Linked DNA regions of Zea mays: region 2 is linked to region 1. The links are chromatin contacts, called in public Hi-C maps. All regions are on one chromosome and are shown on one strand. Each heading gives the region's core, a stretch centred on a gene start, on an enhancer-like site or on the middle of the called end of the contact. The rest is flanking DNA. Distances are from core to core; before and after follow the strand shown. Region 1 holds the start of LOC103643744 (LOB domain-containing protein 37). Region 2 holds the start of LOC103645490 (zinc finger protein 4).

Evidence for each region. A called contact is a pair of places that touch in the nucleus more often than the background predicts.
Region 2: a contact with region 1 is called in a Hi-C map of endosperm, with 3 times the contacts expected there. The contact joins the promoter of LOC103645490 here to the promoter of LOC103643744 in region 1. A contact is called at or near these places in 5 of 25 Hi-C or Micro-C datasets (bundle sheath, ear, endosperm and 2 more).

Annotation. Positions count from the first base shown.
Region 1 is chr1:261,788,108-261,791,953 of Zm-B73-REFERENCE-NAM-5.0, forward strand. LOC103643744 (LOB domain-containing protein 37) reads left to right here and starts at 1,595. Exons shown (of 3, transcript XM_008666920.3): 1 at 1,595-2,191; 2 at 2,278-2,515; 3 at 3,263-3,846. The coding sequence starts at 2,332. The coding sequence ends at 3,834.
Region 2 is chr1:262,297,776-262,301,698 of Zm-B73-REFERENCE-NAM-5.0, forward strand. LOC103645490 (zinc finger protein 4) reads left to right here and starts at 2,508. Exons shown (of 11, transcript XM_035964345.1): 1 at 2,508-3,923. The coding sequence starts at 3,066. The coding sequence ends at 3,848.

The sequences.
Region 1 (3,846 bases), core at 345-2,844:
TGAAAAAAATGCAAGAGACTTGCTCTTCGCAAAGAGTCTGTCTCTACACGATTCTCATTACATATTATTTATTAACTGCGTTTATGATCGAGGGACTCAGAGTTGTACCATACAATTTGTTAAACGTCTCTTATACCTAGAAAACTAAAACATGGTCTCAGGGTTGTACATGCCCTTGAAACAATGCCAACCCGTTTTCAAGGTACCGGAAAACTGCGTGAAACCATCATTAAGAATAATTTGTTTCGTCTCTATCTATTTCATCTATTCCTATTGACTACTCCATCCGTCCCAAAGTATAAGTCGTTCCAAGCTTCTTGGCGAGTCAAAGTATTTTCAAGTTTGACCAAATTTATACAATGAAGTAAACATTTAAGATATCAAATGTATATCATTAGATTTCTCCATTAAATATATTTTTTATACTATATATATTCTGTGGCATAAATCTTTATGATTCCCGTTATACTTTTAAACTTTAAAAATCTTTGAGTCTCCAATTTTTTTAGAATGACTTATATTTTAGGACGAATGCATAACGAAGAGCAGCATCCCATCATATCCTATCCTGGTATTCATAATTCTTATGCCTTTCTCTCCAATAAACTGTACAAGACAGACAGCGATAGCTCCCGGGATTGAACGGGCGGGCCGCGGGCGGTTCTGTGGCCCCCGAGCCCCGACCGCGCCGGCCTGCTTGTAAAGCTCTCGTTGCCTTGTTGGCTTGGTTGCCGTCGACGGGTGGGCGGCGATGAGCCATGCGCTGCGACGGTGGGGTGGGGTGTGGTGTGGTGTGGTGCATATTTTTATTCAGACCACAAGCAAGAAAGAAAGAAAGGGTGGCCGAGGCCAGGGCCGGGACCGGGAAAATTAAACCCGGGAGCGCGCGGCGCGGCGAGGACTGAAAAGGATGTGAATCTGATGCGGCAAGGAGGCGGTGCCGCCACGGATTCCGTTCCGTTCCGTTCCGCGGCGTACGTCACGCCGCACCACCGGCACACACACGCACGCCTGCCACTCGCTCTCTCTCTCTCTCATCACAGTTCCACACCCACTGACCCACCCTCGAGCCGTCCGACCGAATTAACAACGTACTGCGCTCGATGCGAAGGCGCTGATCGAGGTCTTGGCCAGCCAGCCTCCGAGCAAGTTGCGGCTTGGTAGGACCAGCAGTAGCTGCTGGCTCCATATGTATGAGATGGGAAGAAACAAAAGAAAAACGCAGCGAGATGGCCGAAAGGCAACCGCCGGCAAGTTGCATGCGAGCAGGACTAGGACCTGCGGCGTGCGTGATGAGCGCGCCAGGTACGTGGTGGGAGGCGCCAACGACCGAGGAGCGAGGATACGTACGATGCAGAGGTGAGCTGGGGGGGGGGGGGGGGGGGGGGGGGGTGAAGGGCCGGGAGAGAGAGGGTGGCTCCGGGGGGCCGGGGCCGGTTTGAGGTGGCGGCGATGGCAACGCCAGCCAGCGAGCGACCTCAGCCCTTGGAGGCAGCCAAGGGGCGGCGGCCCCATCTTATTCATATCTATCTCTGCATATATATTTTTTAAACAATTTTGGACCATGCCCCACCCGCACCGCGCGCGTCGCTTTCCGGCGCCTTGCCTTGCCCTTGAGTCGTCTGCTCTGCTCACTCCTCCTCCGCCTTTGTTCCTATCCATTCACATCCTCCTGTCCTTCCGCGGCCCAGAGCCCCGCCAAAACGGCCGCACTGACATGCTCGGATCCTCTGCAGCTGCGTCCGTGTGTTACCCTTTCTCCCCTCATGGCGTGGCAGGTCCAGCAAGACGCCGGGAGATGGGATCAGAGCACGGAGGATCCTGTAGGGGACGCGACAATGGGGGGCAGACAGTGGGGTGTTGCGGCAACACGTAGGCGCCAACCGCCAAAGTCATTGGAGCACAACCCCCAATTTCTCCTTCCTCGAATCGAACCTTTTAATTGTGCCTCCTGGTGCGGGTGCCTCTTCCTCTTCCTCTTGCTCTTTGCTCCAGCCTCCAGCTAGCTTCGTCTATATAAGCAACCAGCCATCAGCCTTCCTTCTCTCCTAGCTAGCTACTAGTACCTGTCCTGCTGTCCTTCACATACATCTATCCATCGGTTTCTCAGCTGCTGCTGCATACACACCTCGGCCGCCGCCATCGTCGTCGCCTAGCTAGCTCTGCTCCTGGGTCGTGCGCCTCCATCGCCGTACGTTCGATCGAGCACAGCACGGCCGGCCGGTGGGCGCACGCGCACGCGTTAGCTTATACTACATTAAACGTACGAGACTGCAGGAGCTAGCGAGCAACGGCGTGCCGATCGATCGATCGACAGAGCGGGGCAGATCGATGAGCTGCAACGGCTGCCGCGTCCTGCGCAAGGGCTGCAGCGACGCCTGCGTGCTCCGCCCCAGCATCGACTGGATCCACGGCGCGCAGCCGCAGGCCAACGCCACCGTCTTCGTCGCCAAGTTCTTCGGCCGCGCCGGCCTCGTCGCCTCCCTCGCCGCAGTCCCGCTGCACCACCGCCCAGGTAATTAATGCATGCATGCATGCCGTCCACCACACGTCTACACCCCGGCCCGGCCCTATATGTTGCAAGATTATCGTTACTCACACGTATACATAGATAGATAAATAGATATAGGTCCTGTTTGGCACAGCTACTGCTTGTTGAAAAAGCAGCTTATCTGATAAGCTGGTGAAAAGCAGCTTCTGCTTGTTGGCTGTTTTTAGTGTATTCTGAGAAGCAGCTGAACTGATAAGCTACTGCAGAAGCTAGCTGTTTGGCAAAACTTCTGCTTAAATTTGTGAAGAAGCTGAAAATAAGCTGTACCAAACAGGGCCATAGTTAGGTGACGTTTTTTTTACCACTATAGGAGCTTAGGTTATGTTATCTATAGACCAACAATTTTATATTATCTTGAAGAAGAGAACAACATGACCTATTGACACAGCAGCAGCAGCAGCTACCAAAATGTTTTCTTTATGGCGCTAGCTACGCGGCCTTTCGACGCTCTCATGGGACAAAAATAAAGAAAAAGGTCGTCACCCACTCACCCGTCACAGATATGCTACATAATTATTGGGATCTAATTCTACTATTACTATAATTCCAACCCCTTTTTTTGGTTAGCGGTAATATTTTTTATTTACCAACAGCGCGCACCAGTACTAATAATAACATCATCGTCGTCTTCAAGTTCTGACTTGGAACCATGCATGCGACTCCTACTAACGTAACCATGCTGGAACTGTGCGGACAAACAATACAATGCAGCCCTCTTCCGGTCCCTGCTGTACGAGGCCTGCGGGCGGACCATCAACCCGGTGAGCGGCGCCATCGGGCTCATGTGGACGGGCAACTGGGACCTGTGCCAGGCCGCCGCGGACGCCGTGCTCCGCGGCGAGTCGCTGCGCGCGCTCTCCGCCGTCCCCGCCGCGTTCACGGACCGCGACATGGACGGGCTCTACGGCAGCGTCGGCGGCCTGGTCGCCGCCGCCGCCGCCGCCGCGTCGCCCGAGAACTCCTCCTCCTCCGCGCCGTCCACAACGAAGCGCAGGAACGCGAACGGCGGCTCCAGCAACAACGCCGTCCCTGCGGCCGCGGCCTCTCACCACCGCCCGCCGCCGCCGGCTGCTGCCGCTGCTGGGCTGCTGCTGCAGTCGTCGTGCCACCAGCTCGACCTCTGCCTGACGCCAGCGCTGTCGCCGCCGGGCGCCGGGCCGCGGGGCTGCGCCGCCGGCGCGTCCGACGAGTACTCGGCCACGACCACGTGCGAGGACCAGACCGGTGATCACGGACACGGAGAGCCCAGGCCTCCCCCGCCGCTGCTAAACCTCTTCAACTGAACTGACTGACTG
Region 2 (3,923 bases), core at 1,258-3,757, 510 kb after region 1:
CGTTCACTTAATTTTTTGGATTATGTCGTCACTAAAAATTATTATGGTATTTACCTTGCTATCACTTGACTATCATCCTCCTAACACTAGAGAAACTGTGGTCGCCCACTTCAATCCCTCTTTGTACATCAACCAAACACATTATAAAGTGTTGTCGTCTTTGAATGGTCGAGCTCCCAATATTCTTCTTTTCTCGCACTAGCTAGCAGCTCCATCTGCATGAGTGAGAAGCTAGGCCGGGCACACCTGAGACGTCACGTAATAACCCGCTCTAGTAGTTCTGCTCTCATCGCATGCTACAGTGCACACACACACACATGTGACATGTCGCTCTCACTCACGCCCGTTGCCTTTTGGCTTGTAGGCAGGACAGGACAGGACAGGACAGCCCCCAATTCATGCATGCATGCATGGCTGACAAATTGAGCATGCATGGTCCAAGGAATCAACATGTGTCTACATGCATGCATGCACTTGGCATATAGTACTACTACTTACATGCATGAGCATCATCAGATGACTGATTGGGAACCGAACGCATCGCATCAGGCTAGCTACGGGTTTCTTTGTTTTCTTCCTTTCTTCAGGGAGGCAAATTAGGCAAGCAATAAATCACATCGCTCGCTCTGTCGTCTCTGCAGCTCCAAGTCTCGCCTCTCAGTCTCAGCAAGGCGGACGATGGATGGGAACGGTTACTGACATGTCGCGTCGGTTGTAATTAGTTCAAGCTTGAAGCAGCTGATGAAGAAGGGAAGGGATAAGCTAGGCCTAGGCCGGCCGCGCGCCAAAACAAAACAAATAACTGTACTTGAGCTCCCTGTCCCTCCCATACAGATACAGGTTTGCTGCAAGCTAAGTACAGGCCGGATCGATGGAAGCCATATGCAGTTGCGTGTGTGTTCCTGATTGCTTGGTCATTTCTAGGTCACACTGCATGGCTTATATATCTCTATCTAATCACGTTGAAAATTCGCCCAACAACGTACGTATAGTACTGCCGTCTCCATTACGAAACCGAAGGACCTACTGCCATTATATATGATCATGTTGATGTTGAAAGAAGAAGATGAGGTTTGAGATCATCAGGCAGGTCAAACGCAAACAGCTGATCGAGCTCTGGACGGACGGACGACGACCACGGATTAATTCAGGCGCTCACCATCCATCGATATAAATATACCTAAATATATATCATGATGGCAGGAAGCACTACTAGCTTACTTGCAACAGCCGGCGAAACCGAACTGCCCTGATCAATCGTGCTAGCTATAGCTAGCTGGAGCCTGGAGGAGAAGAGACAGGAATAAGGCATGTAGATCTGCAAATCTCGCCGAAAGCGACCGCCTAATGTTGCAGCTGCGCCCCCGCCCCGGAGGCCCAGGTGCCTCTCCTTTTCTATGCGTCGTCTATCTATCCTCAACTCAAGCCAGCTAGCCTGACCAAGTTGACTTGGACACCCACCCCCAGCTGATTAATGCCAGCACCATCCACACACACTGCACTAGCTTTCACAAGAACTCATGATCATCATCGTCAGCTCCCTATGCAGTCCCAGCACAAGAGAAGACCACGCCCAAAAAGTGCGGCTGGTGGTCGTCGTCCTCCGGTCCGGTCCGGTCCGGTCCTCTATATACCGATATATATCAGTGCACTTGTGACTTGTGCTGCGACAGCAACAGTCTCCCACTACCAAAAGGAATGGAACCCTACCGCCTGTGCCTGTGGTGTGTGGAGGGGACGGGAGGAGAGGCATCATTGTACAATCCCATTACAAGAGCTGCTGCTGCCACTGCTACTTGAGGAGGAATAACAAGAATGCATGCACTGCACTGCACGCATGGGACTCTACCCTGTTTAGTCTAAACTCTGAACTGACAGAACTCTTATTAGTGTTCATATCAGTCAGCTCTAGTGCTTCCAGCACGCAATATATATATATATATATATATATATAATATATATATATATATATATATTACAAAAATGAACACTACTACTAGTGCATAAACACTAGTATACAAAAAGGAAATCATCATGGGTACTAATGGAGCTTTTTCGTCATCAGAGAGAACAGCAGGCGCAGTCAACGTCAGGCGGCGGTGTGGTGGGTGCGTCTCGATCAGTCTGCCGTGTTTGGGCGCAAATGCTAATCTCCAGACAGATTAAAGGTTGTTTGCGAGAGATGTGTAGTCTAATTAAGCATGTAAAGGTAGGGCGCGGGTGCCCATCAATATACTAATGGCGTGTGATCGGGCGCGGCGCCGGTCTGCGGAGGGATCGACACTTCGACAGGATTACTTGGTGCATGGCTTTCTGACTGTGACATGAACCCGGCCGGCCGTTCCTCTAACTGGAGTCTGGTCTCTGGACAGCTAAAACTCCACAAGAGTTACGTGAACTAGGTCACTTTCACCGCACCCTGCGCCACTGGTAAAACGACGCGTGTCCACTCCACTCCATTGATGTTTCAGTGGATGGTTAACTTGTTGTCTACATACAGAGAGAGAGAGAGCTACAGTTTGCTACAGAACCCGCAGATGATCGAGCATGGATGGATAGTATAGTACTGCTGAGAATTGAGATGGCGATGCTGACGTGAGGAGCAGAGGAAGCGTTGCTCCAGGGACATGGGCCAGGTCCACAGTTGGATTGGACATGGATCGGATGGAGGAAGAAGAGATGAGCCGAGCGGGCTTCGCCTAAGATTATCCACTAAATAACTTATTGGGGTGGGAGAGACAGACAGACACACACACACAGGCCTCCCTACCTCCTGATTCCGCGCAGAGACAGAGAGCTAGAGACGAGACTCTCCCCCTCCACAACCCTCCCTCCATTACCATCACCCAAACGAATTGTTCTCTCCCCATCTCCGATCCCTACGTCAAACGTGTCCCCCCCGCCCGGCCTCGCCTCCTCTCACTCTCTATAAAGCAAACCGCGAACCTGAAAGCAGGCTGATCTTGATCACCTGCAACTGCAACTGCAAGCGACGATCGAGAGCCAACAAACAACATCAGCAACAGCAGCAGCAGGCTTCAGTTTGCACGCAGGGTTTATCGGGCATGGACTTGGAGCGTATGGACGAGACGTCGTCGGTGAACGATCAGAGCGCGGAACGGCGGCCCACGGTGGCCGGCGGCGGCGGCGGCGCCATGCCGTGGCTCGACCTCACGCTGGCCGTGACCGCCCCTCGCGACGAGTTCCCGGCGACAACGGACGGGGACTCCTCGTCCGCCGCCTCAGACGGCGAGCCGCCGCCCAAGCCCGTGCCCGTGCCGTCCTCTCCTCCTCCTCCTCCTCCCTCCGCGCCCGCGCCGCACAAGGTGTTCTCGTGCAACTTCTGCATGCGCAAGTTCTTCAGCTCGCAGGCGCTGGGCGGGCACCAGAACGCGCACAAGCGGGAGCGCAGCGCGGCCAAGCGCTCCTCCGCGCCGTCGCCCGCCTACCAGTACCAGTACCACCACCTCCACGCGGCGCAGCGGATGGTCATGGCCGGCCTGCCGCTCGAGGCGCACGCCGCCCTGGTGCGCGCCGCGCTGCGGGTCAGCCCGGCCAGCGCGGTCATCCAAAAGGGCGCCGCCAGCCAGGAGCTCGCCGCCGCGGCGCGGAAGGCTGCCGGTGCCGGGGCCCCCGGCGCCACGAGCACGGCCCCCAGGTTCCACGACGGCAACAGCGCCGCCGCCACCTCGTGGGCGCCGGCGCTGCTCTACGAGATCGAGGAGCCGGTCAGCTCGACGTGGCCGGGGAGCTTCCGCATGAGGACGCAGCCTGAGCCGCCGAGCTCGGAGGAGCAGGCGTCGGCGTCGGAGCAGAGTAAGAAGATAGACTTGGATCTCAGGCTGTGAAACTGAAGCCGAAACATCGTCGTAGTTACATGTTGCATACTTGTAGATGAGGAGGAGCTCGCGCGACCAGACTGT